Regions from separate parts of the Rattus norvegicus genome. Here region 2 is linked to region 1. The links are chromatin contacts, called in public Hi-C maps. All regions are on one chromosome and are shown on one strand. Each heading gives the region's core, a stretch centred on a gene start, on an enhancer-like site or on the middle of the called end of the contact. The rest is flanking DNA. Distances are from core to core; before and after follow the strand shown.

Region 1 (6,380 bases), core at 1,775-4,274:
CTCCTGGATCTCTGTCTCCCTCTCAACCAATCCCTTTTCCCTTCCCAACCAATCCCTTTCCAAGACTTATATCTAGTTTAGCCAAGGCCATCTGTATGAACTGAAACTATTTCCTGTAGCCTGAACTACACAGATCTTAACTTGTTCATTTCAGGAGCTTCAAGAGGAAAAAAACTGGAAAGAATATGTTAGCAGGCTATGGGAAATGCCACCTTGTCCCTTCACCTTTTTTCCGGACAACCAGTTAACATGAGTAACAATCATGCAATGTGGCTAGTGAGGAATGGGGTGTAGGGTAGTTTCTGTTTTTATTTTTCTGGTATTGATTTGTGTCCTATGCTGACACCATTCTAGAGATTACTACCTAAAGGACATACAGACACCAAAAAAAAAAAAAAAAGAAAAAAAGAAAGAAAAAGAAAGAAAGAAAGAAATACCCCTTGACATTAGTGGTAACAGCAGACTCAAAAAATGAACAATCGGGGGAGGGGGATAAAAAAATGAACAATCAACACCCCCTTTTTTAATCGGCTAAGAATGCTTTCCTTTGTGATGTTCATGAAGAAAAGGCTTGCACACGGAATGTATTACTATGACCACATGTTCCCTTATGCAAGTAAACACAATTCTGAGTACTTTTCTAGCTGAAATCGGGTTCTCTCATTACTCGTTTGTTTCTGAGACTTGCTGAAGAATCAGATAAATTCTTAGCAGATTTTTTTTTATTCATAAAGTAACACTAGAGGGGTACCTACTTGTCTCATACAAGATTCAAGCCACCTAGTTACCCTGTAAGATGATGCTAACCGTGAGTGTTTCCGATGGAGTGAGGTTTTTCGAAGAATTTGAATTGTTTGGAAAACCATAGTACACTCTCTTGTGTAGTGTTTAAAGGATCTAGTGACACGGTTTTAATTGCCCCCTGGTGTTTTCCGATCTTAAATTCTGTTTTTTAGGACAATAGTCGATAATTAAAAAATGATCGTTCCTCATCAAAGAAACTGAACAAACTATAAACCAAAGCGTGGGGAAAGGCAAATAGACCTTTTCTGAGTTAACAAAGAGGCAACGCCTGGAAAAATCCGTTTATTTGCTTGAGTGTCAAACCCCTTCTCATCCTGCAGGTGAAGGCAGCCAGCAGAAACCTAACCAAGAAAGCGGAAGGTGTTGCCAGCTTGTTTCAGCTCAGAAGCCCTCCTGAGGAAGAATGCTGTCTACAGTTAAACAGTCCCCTCAACTAAATCTCAGGTGTAGCTGAGGGCCACGAGTCTCCAAAAGAAAGCCCTAAAACTGCCACCTAAGCGAGAAGTTGCAGTTCCGTGTCGCTCGCCTTTCTCCCCGCCCCCGCTTTGGTGCCCTATTGAACGCAGCTAGGGCACTGCCAAGTAACTCCTTTTATGGTGAGAGGATGGATTCTTCGTCTTCTCCCCGCCCAAGCCTGGTACCTACTCACCCGTCCACCCATGCCTCTGCCAAGTCCCACCCGGAGCGCTCGGGCGTACACACCCATGGACAACCACACACCCACTTCTCCTCTCCGCTCTGTGACTCCCGGGTAGAGCCCTAAAGCAATCGTCCCGACATCCCAAGACCCATCTGCGGGTGGAAGGTGCGAGAATAAACCCACTCCACCCAGCAGAACAACGTAGATCAGACACCGGTCCCAGCATCATTCAACTAAATGCCCAGCACGGAGTGACAAAGCTCGAGCTGGGGTTTCCTGGGGAATCGGTCCGCAGGATCTCCGTACCTCCGAGGGAGGGAAGGCAACTGAAGCTGCACCCACAGCCCAGTGGCACCCATGCAGGTCCCTCCAGCCCTCTCCAGCCTCTCCGCCCCGCCCTCCATCACCCGGCTCCCGGGCGGTGCTAGAGGAAGTCTCGCTCCGCCCCCTTTCCATGTCAGCCAATGGAAGCCCGGGCCGCGCGCTGACTGTCTCCGCCCCCTCCAGGGAAACTTGCGGGTGGAGAAAAGTTTGTTCAGAGGCTGGAAACGCGGAGAGCGAAGCTCGAAACCCGGCAGCGGGAGAGGAAGATGAACAGCTCCAGGTCAGAGCCCCAGGCCCAGTGGACCCCGTGCCGCCCCCAGAGCACAAGGAGCGGCCTCAGCGGTAGCCGCCGCCTCCGGTAGCTGTCCGTTCTGCCCGCGGCTGGGGAGGAGGGAGCCGGGACCTACGCTCCGTTCCACCTGCACGCGTGGCGACACACCTGGACGCTGACCTCCCGCGCTAGACCTGCGGGCTCTGCAAAGCAGAGACTGGTCTTTGAAAGAAGAAGGGGTTAGTAAATCAAACAGGAAACCCCAGACCGGTCTTCACTGACCCATCCCCGCTAGCCTCTCTTGCTTTCCAAGCTTTTTTGAAAGCGAGATACTCTGACCTCAGTTCCGGAAAGTTGGCAGCCTTCGATCCCCGGTTCCGAGAGCGGCAAAGGCTTGACAAGTTCCGCACTGAGTGAGAAGAGACTGATGGCTGAGGTTGGTGGTAGGTCCAGAACGACTGAGGCCTGAACCGTGGGGCGCACCCCACCCTACAGGTAAGTCTGGATGGAGGTCTTTGCGTGGTCAGGCGCTCTTCCGGGAAGCCAAAGAACAGAATGTCCCATAATGTCCCCAAATGTCCGTAACTTGTTTCGATGAGAATTTTATCCACTCTGTGGGGAATATCACTAGAGAGTCACTTTTCCCTTGAGAAGGGTCTTGCTCATCTTGACGAGGGAAATGATCTGAGTATGGGGGTGGGGGTGGGAAAGGCAGTTACCAGCTTATAAATATTAATGTCAGCAGAGTGGTGCTCTTGACAGAACGGATCCAGAGCTTAAGGATTTAAGTAGCTACAGTTAAGTGAGTAGCTACGGATGAGGAAGTCGGATCTGGTTGCTCTCCTTGTCCGCGACACAGCATTTTTGGCCAAGAGGTCGAACACCTTGCAAGTTGTAAATGGCTCATCGTTCCTTCTCCTCTCTCTAGATACCATCCCTAGATCGAACCGTGAGCTCCAAAGCTGTGTACTACTGACCACCATCATGTCCATCCCCGGAGTCAACGCGTCCTTCTCCTCCACTCCGGAGAGGTTGAACAGCCCAGTGACCATTCCCGCAGTGATGTTTATCTTCGGGGTGGTGGGCAACCTGGTGGCCATCGTAGTATTGTGCAAGTCGCGCAAGGAGCAGAAGGAGACTACCTTTTACACTCTGGTATGTGGGCTGGCTGTCACTGACCTACTGGGCACATTGTTGGTAAGCCCAGTGACCATCGCCACATACATGAAGGGCCAGTGGCCCGGAGACCAGGCATTGTGTGACTACAGCACCTTCATCCTACTTTTCTTCGGCCTGTCGGGTCTCAGCATCATCTGTGCCATGAGCATTGAGCGCTACCTGGCCATCAACCACGCCTACTTCTACAGCCACTACGTGGACAAGCGGCTGGCCGGTCTCACGCTCTTCGCCGTCTATGCATCTAACGTGCTCTTCTGCGCACTGCCCAACATGGGCCTGGGTAGGTCCGAGCGGCAGTACCCGGGGACCTGGTGCTTCATCGACTGGACCACCAACGTAACGGCCTACGCCGCCTTCTCTTACATGTACGCGGGCTTCAGTTCCTTCCTCATCCTCGCCACCGTGCTCTGCAATGTGCTGGTGTGCGGCGCGCTGCTCCGCATGCACCGCCAGTTCATGCGCCGCACCTCGCTGGGCACGGAGCAGCACCACGCGGCCGCTGCAGCAGCGGTGGCTTCGGTGGCCTGTCGGGGTCACGCGGCCGCCTCCCCAGCCCTGCAGCGCCTCAGTGACTTTCGCCGCCGCAGGAGCTTCCGGCGCATCGCGGGTGCAGAGATCCAGATGGTCATCTTACTCATCGCCACCTCTCTGGTGGTGCTCATCTGCTCCATTCCGCTCGTGGTAAGTGTTTGGGGCTGGGGCCCACTGGGCCTTTCTCCCGCGTCCATCCGCCTTCCTGCTCCCCTCCGTTGCCCTGAATCCTTGGGGATTCAGTTTTCTCCAGTTCTGGGCTGAAAACAACCACTTCAAGGCTTCTCAGAGCAGACCCAGGTTTTTCCTTCTAAGCCCTGACCTTTAAGAGACTCAGCAGGTGATTTCCCCTTAGGTCCCCCGAATTTATTCCCCCCCCCCCGAAAGCATGAGTTCTGAGGTCCCCTGGACAACCCCCCTCCCCAGGTTCCCCGATTGACCCATGTTTTTCTTTGTATCTTCCCTGAACCTTCAGGCAGGATCAGCTAGATGGGGGGTGGGGACAACACACTAGCGTTACTTACTCTAGCGCTCCACTCTGTGGCCCAGAGTCAGCAAACTAAGGGAGATAAAACTGTTGAATTCATTTCTGTAGGAGAGTGCGGGTTCAAGCGTTTTGATTTCTGCAACCCTTTTACTTTTTCCTAGATTATGCAGCATTTTAAAGTTAGAATAGACGAGATGCTTTTCCGTTTAAAAAGCCTAAGGACTCACTTCACAGAAGAGTCCTTAGAATAATCTTGTAGACACATTCATGCTGCTCCCTGCCCCCACCCAGCCCCCGCCTCCCTTAACCCCTCCACCACCTACCCACCCAAAACCTTGAACAGACTCTTGAACTGGGTATGGTCCAAATTCAAGTTCCTTATTCTTTTTGCTAGCTAAGAAAGCATGACAGACTAGTTAGTGTGCATTCTCAATGACCAGGAGCGGTGCAGTTTCTCCCTTTTGGAACTCCAGTCCCCACCACTGTAGTATTAGTGTCTTGCTGGAACACTTCTAATTTGGACCTTTGTGGAGCATCTGTTGGTGTCTTGGTGCGCTTCATCTCTGAGGAACACACTCTTTAACGCTGCCTTCAGTAATGTCTTAAATATTATAAGCAGAGAGGAGCAAAAAGTAAAAGTTCTCTGCTTTTACATGTTACTGACAGAACGCACCAGAAACAAATCAGTGGTCAAGCATTATTCTTCATCTAGAATTTATCTTGTTCTGAGCTCTATCTCTCAAAAGACTACATTACTAGAAATTCTAAACCACCTATTCAAAAAGAGATTGTTGTCTATGTCCGGGGCTGGGGGGGGGGGGGGAGTAGCAATAGACGTAAGGGCTCCTGTTCTTTACTTTCTCTTATTAAAACTACCAGGTATCTTTGATATAGAAATATTTTTATCTCTTACAAAGGTGACTGTAAATGGAAGAAAACTTAGTGGCGACTGAGAGCCAGCATACAGTAGCTTCTTGCCAATGTGTATAAACAGACGTAAATAGGACTGGTCAGAAGAGCCTCGAGGCTATCTCAGAAACTAATGTAATTTACAGAGTTAAGTTACACTCAAAATACATAAATATATTTTACTGTCTGTAATGGCAGCTCAGAATAAAGGGAGATCTGGAAAGGAAGAGCTGGGGCCTCTAGTCTCTACCTTCTATTTTATGGGACAGTAAAGGACAAAGTAAGTAGCTGTGATTTACAGGAGGTCCACTTCACAGAACGGAGGACTCGGAGCTAGGCCATTAGTAACCGTGCACAGACTCTCCAAATGTTTTGGTTAGAAATGAGCATGTGACGCTACAATTCACATGAAGCTACCAATAAAGTATCCCCCTGTGTCATCTGGGGAGGCGTACAAAACCAATTCTATGGGCTAGCCTGTCCCTCGGGTTCAGGGACATTTATGACAAAGCCTGAGTGTGTGAGGACCCAGAGCTGTATCTACAGCTGCCGTGTCGATCACATTTTAACTAAAAAATGCTGTCGAAAGTCAGTGCTGGATAGAGGATATTAAGTAACAATCTCTGAGCGCAGAAACTGACTCAGCTAAGGGGGGATCCTGCTGGTCAGAACCCTGCTTGCTTTCCTGAGAAATAAGTAATCAAATAAATAAGAGTAGCTTCTGATTGCTGACCTTGAGTTTGGGCTAGGCAAATCTACTCTTTCAGAGACAGTTTAAGTAAAAACAGTTTGTGACAAGTACTGAGGAGCTATGGAGCCCATGTGGTCACCTGCAATGCAATGCTTACTGAAAGGATCGAAAGAAACTGTCACAGTTAACAGTCTTTCTTGGCTGTTTTTACAGCCCCGCCCCCATATTCTGGGAATGCGCGAGATTGAAGCTTTGCAAACTATCTGTCAGTTAGAGCAGTTGGGCGCACATGTTTTCAGTTCAGAGGGAACTGGTGAAATGTCTGCTTTGACATTATAGAATGAGACCGAGCGCTCATCCCACCGGTAGGAAATGAAAGCCTCCAGGTCACTTCCAATGCTTTAGGATGGCCACCCGGCAGAGCAAATACAGCTGACTTGGACTCAGAGAGCCACATCCAATGTATGTACCAACAGGCTGCCACTGCAAAGCAGTGTGTGTCTTCTGGAGGTGTGGGAAGAAGAGGCTAGATGAGGTCTTACAG
Region 2 (5,810 bases), core at 334-2,833, 870 kb before region 1:
GAGTCAAGCTTTCATAGTTGAACATAGAGCTGCTATTATGAGCTTGGGGCTAACCTAGCTTGTAAATTTGCTTGGGGATTCCCCTGTACCTATCTCCCTTCTGAGATCTGAAATAACAAGCAAGAGACACGTGCCACCAGGTGCTCATGGGGATGCTTGACATACAGATTCTGGTGTCATTACACTTAGGAAACAAGTGTTTTCCTACTAAGCCAGTCTGCCGGCCATAACTTTTATTTTTTCCACATGGTGACTGAGGTTGAGAAATTCCTCATGCATTCTAGGGTTTCCGTGATCAGAAGAGCATGGAACTGGCACCAATAGAGTCATACAAAGCCAGGAGATGTGGTAACAAGTCCAGAGATGTATCCATAAGTACAGTCTGCTAATTCTCAACAAGGATGCCAGGAATACAAAACGAGAAAAGCTGTCAAAATAATGTTGCTCGTAACACTGAGGATTCATATACAAAACAATGAAACTGGACCATTAGCTCACATAATACACACAAGCCAACCAAAAAACGGATTGAACCAGAAACCACAAACCTTCTAGAAGAAAACACGGGGCAACTGCACAACTGATCTTGGCATGGTTTTACCAATATTATCCCCAAAGCCATAGGCAATGCAAAGTGGAACAACTAAGTAGGATTCCATTAGGCATACATTTCCAAGTCAGTATAATTTGACTTTTAATGTCAGTCATCCTAATACATTTAAAGGTGTAACTCATTTGGCTTTGATTTTCAGGGTTTTTTCTTTTAAATATGGATGTGTGTGTGGGAGGGGGTGTATAGGCTGAGTATGCCTTGAATTCAACTGGTAGACCTTGCAAAGAAATCCAATATGAAGGATGGAAATACGTTCAAGCCATTTGTCTGATAGGACATTAATATTTAAAAGACAATATCTAAATTGCAAATATCTAGGCAGTTCCATTGAACAGGCAAATACACGGCGAGATAATTTTGCAAGTGCGATATATGAATAAACAGTGGGGAGATGAAAATGTGTGTGACGTTAAAGCTCTGCTTGCCCATGCTTTGCCGTTTTACTGGCCAGAACAAAGCTTTGCTGATTTTGCCATTCAAAATATTCTTTATCAGCCTCAAAATTACCTTGCATATAGGACTCAGTGGCACATGTCCTACCATCTGGAGAAATTCCTACTCTGGTGACCACTGACGAAGTCGGAGCCCCACAAGGAAAGTGTTGAGAGACACACCATAGATGTTGCTAACTGGGGACCATTTAGGAAGTGAAAGGGCGCCGGGAATTAAGTAATACTTAAAATGATTTTTAGTTTTACTAGATGCTTTAATATCATTTTGTCAATGAAAGGAGAATATCTCTGTTTTTTTTGATGGGGTGATATATCGTCTATACAGCATTTGGTTTGCCTCTCCTTCTCCTCCTCCCTTTCCAGCCCTAAATGACTCATTGTTCAGCAGCGGCTAGAAAGTTGGCTGAGGCTGCTAAAAGATCATCGTGAACACTTGTGAGTTTTGAGGCCTGAGAAGACAGCCAGCTTGCATGACTAGGTTGGGTGACTTCTTCCTGTTTGCTGACGAGTGTTTGCATGTTTGGTAGAATGTGGTTTACGGGTGGCTCCCATTGTAACAAGCCTCCTGTTGGTATGAGGCACACAGTGTTCTTTCCAGGCTGGAAGCTTTCCCCACAAACCAAAACAAAACTGAAAACAAAACAACAAAAATCCTTCCTAGTTTCTAAAAGGCAAAATTGCGCTTCACGCTGGTCTGCCTGTGTAAGATTTTATCATTGACTGGCCATTGGAACGTTTTGTTCTCTGGATGTTCTTCTCACAATAATTCACTAAACATCAAAGAGCAGTGTCAGTGACCTCTTAATAATGAAATGCTTCCCCTCTGGCTTCGGACCATGTCTATGCAAAAGTAACTCATCCACAAAGATCTGTCTGGCATAAGGGCTTTGTTTGGATTTTAGTTATCTTTTCTCCTGGGTTATGAGGGTGCTTTAAGCACACTATGAATCTGATTCAAACACTCATTTTGTGGTGAAATTCAGTGTTTTACCCAGGATCAGTTGGTGTAGTCACTAAACAGGATCTTACCTGTGTATGTTGTCAGGATACTATAGCTCTCTGGCCATTCTTCTGAGTTCGCTCCTCTGCCCTGTGTGCAGCAGAGGGCAGTAGCAAACTGTGCATTTTTTTGAGGTTTCTTTCTCCAGAAACAGAAACCAAGTCAGTATAACAACAGTAATTTAAAATTATATTGAACATGCCCAAGGATGAATAATACTTTTTCTTTTGAACAAAGAATAATTTACTTTAACCACGCTCCCACATATACTTTTAAATTTCTGACCTCAGACTTAACACTTCAGTTCATGCAATTTATGATTTGAATATGATGTTGTTTTTACAAATAGACATCCACAAGTCAAATGTGGACAAGAAAAATATAATCATCTAAAGGAAATTTTGAGCATGTTGGTGATATATGTACACTTGGCCTTCTTCAAGGAAACATGTTCTCTCTTACCATCCTTTTAAGTAAATGAAATGTTTCTTATCAACATAGTAACATGAATAGAAAAATTTCCCCCTAGGCTTATATATCTAAACACTTAGTCCCCATTGCTGGGTTTTTAGGGGAGGCTATGGAAGTTTCAGGGCAAGAAACTCACTGTAGGAAGAACTTTACTAGGGAGGTCTTTGAGCATGGCTATCTCTGATCCACTTCTATACTGCTGTCTGGCTTTCTCTTTTCTGTTGCCCTCTAAGCTTCATGCTTTGGTTGAGCACTGTGGTGCCTTCTCTCCCATTACTAACTTTCTCTTCTGCATGAATAGGTCAAAATAAACTCTTTCTTGTATAAATTGCTTTTGGTCATTGTGTTTTATCATGGCAACAAAATCATAACATTTATGAAACTTAAAGATTATAAAATTATATGATAGAAATGCCTTCCCTATTTCTTAGTGTCTATTTTTACTTTCCTGAAGTTTGTTAGTTTCATTTTTTTGCTTTGTTGGTGTTGGGGAGATGGCATGCACTGGCTTTCTGAGTGCTGGTAATTGCAGAGACACATGGCTATATCTGGATATTTCAACTTTCTAGCATTTCTTTTAATTCAATACAAGGTATATTTTAACAGGGGCATTTAGTCTATTTGCATTGATTCCATAGTAAATTACCTGTCCAACATTAAATGCCTTCCTAAGAATCAGAGTTCTGTAGCAGTTTCCGTCTCAGTGAAAAGCATAGGCATCCATTCAATTCTGTCTCATGAATACCTAGCAAATCCATCCTACTTCTAAGATTTGCTAACCCTCCAACATGAATTCTTTCCCCTCCATTAATCTCGTTTAGATTCTACATGACTCTGTATTGTTTCTTGTCATGGATTTTTCTATTGAAAAGCAACTTTTATATCTCAAAAATGTAAATAATATTATGAAATCTTTATACATAAAACTTTGTATGCATTCTTATCACAATTTAGCCTACATATAAATTTACTTATTTACACAAACGTATACTTTTTACTTTGTATTCCAACCACTCTGAGGATAATATTCTCTGTCTCTTCTGTCCTTCCACTACCTTATTAACATTTAAAATACCAAGTTCAGTCCTCATTCAGGATCATTGTACATGCTTTCTCCCTGCTTTTAACATCTTTCAACCCAGTTTTTAAGATCTTAAGTTCTTTTAATAGGTAATGTCTCAGTTCCTGTATTTACACCCCATAAGGCTTTCTTCAATTATTCTGTATAAGTAAACTACACTCTACTTTAGCTCTCTCACTTAGTCACAGATGGCATCCAAGCTGTAGAAGATATTCCCAAAGATATCACAACACTAAAATGTTAAGGGAATATAGCAATTTTATTAACTTTCATGTATTTCATTGTGTCATTGTGTATGAAAAAGGATCATTTGTCAAGTCAAAAGACAAAAACTAATCTAATGTTTAAGATGCAACAGTCTTTAGCAGAAGAACTTTTTGTCTGTTAGGACATTTTGAATATAAGGATACCTGGGCATAGACAGTTAACACTGCGCCCGGAGCTGACCGCGTGCCACAGCTCGAGGTATCCAGATCCTGTGGGGAAAGAGCTGGATTCTCAGAAGTGTGGACAATTCTGAGAGCACAGGGGAGACCACCATTTCTGCGCACATTCCAGGCCCAAGAGGAACCCACCTGGAGACCTCTGGACACAGGAACAGAGGAACAATCTGGGACAGGATCCTGCCAGTTTCTGCCTGCACCCGGAGCTGACCCTGTGCCACATCTCTCTGTATACAAATCCTGCTGGGGGAAAGCCGATCTCCAGGAGTGCTGACAAACAGGCTTACAGGAGGGTCAAGCCATTGTCAGAGACAGCAAGACCAGCTAGTACCAGAGATAAGCAGATGATGAGAGGCAAGGGGAAGAACCTAAGCAGCAGAAACCAAGGCCACTTGGCATCATTAGAACCCAGTTCTCCCACCACCGCAATCCCTGAATACTCCAACACACCAGAAAAGCAAGATTTTGATTTAGAATCACAACTCACGATGATGTTAGAGGACTTTGAGAAGGACACAAATAACTCCCTTAAAGAAATACAGGACAACACAGGTAAACAAATAGAAGCCCTTAAAGAGGAAACACAAAAATCCCATAAATAATTATAGGAAAACACAACCAAACAGGTGAAGGAACTGAACAAATCAACCAGAATCTAAAAATGGAAATAGAAACAATAGAGAAATCACAAAGGGAGACAACCCTGGAGATAGAAAACCTAGGAAAGAGATCAGATGCAAGCTGAGGAATGGCGAATAGCTGAGAAGCAACTAAAAAAATGTTCAACATCCTTAGTCATCAGGGAAATGCAAATCAAAACAACTCTGAGGTTCCACCTCACACCGGTCAGAATGCCTAAGACAAAACTCAGGTGACAGCACATGCTGTCGAGGAAGTGGAGAAAGAGGAACACTCCTCCATTGTTGGTGGGATTGCAAGCTGGTACAACCATTCTGGAAATCAGTCTGGTCATTCCTTAGAAAACTAGACATAATTCTGCCTGAGGACCCAGCTATACCACTCCTGGACATATACTCAAAATACGCTGCAACATACAACAAAGACACATGCTCCACTATGTTCATAGCAGCCTTATTTATAATAGCCAGAAGCTGACTCTCCCTCAACAGAAGAATGGACACAGAAATGTGGTATAGCTACACAATGGGGCACTAGTCAGCTATTAAAAACAATGACTTCATGAAATTCTTGGGCAAATTGATGGAACTTGAAAATATCATCCTGAGTGAGGTACCCAATAAAAAAAAAACACACACATTGTATGTACTCACTGATAAGTGGCTATTAGCCCAAAAGCTCAGATCACCTAACATATAATCCATAGACCACATGAGGGTCAAAATGAAGGACAACTAAAGTATGGATGCTTCAGTCCTTCTTAGAACGTTGAACAAAAATATTCATAGGAGGAAATATGGAGACTAAATTTGGAGCAGAGACTGAAGGAAAGACCATCCAGAGACTGCCCCACTTGGGAATCCAGCCCATATACATACAGCCACCAAACCCAGACAATATTGCTGATGCCAAGAAGTGCATGCTGACAGGAACCTGATATAGCTGTCTCCTGAGATGCTCTGCCAGATCATGACAAATCCAGAGGCAGACACTTAAATCTTACCAATGAACTGAGAATAGGATCCCCATTGGAGGAGTTAGAAAAAGGGTTGAAGGAAGTGAAGGGGTTTGCAACCCCCTAAGAACAATTATACCAACCAACCAGAGCTCC

What was found. Hi-C and Micro-C count contacts between places; a contact is called where the count stands out from the background.
Region 2: a Hi-C map of psoas muscle shows a contact between it and region 1, with 3 times the contacts expected there. The contact joins the enhancer-like site here to the promoter of Ptger4 in region 1. A contact is called at or near these places in 9 of 12 Hi-C or Micro-C datasets (the A7r5 cell line, the Rat2 cell line, Schwann cells and 6 more).

What each region holds. Positions count from the first base shown.
Region 1 is chr2:56,070,166-56,076,545 of GRCr8, reverse strand. Ptger4 (prostaglandin E receptor 4) reads left to right here and starts at 3,024. Exons shown (of 2, transcript NM_032076.3): 1 at 3,024-3,899. The coding sequence starts at 3,024.
Region 2 is chr2:56,935,119-56,940,928 of GRCr8, reverse strand. No RefSeq gene overlaps it. Among named protein-coding and RNA genes, the nearest start is that of Dab2, 330 kb to the left of the region's middle. Within about 2 kb of position 1,583, at least 7 of the 93 cell types and tissues checked have an H3K27ac peak or open chromatin away from gene starts, as enhancers often do.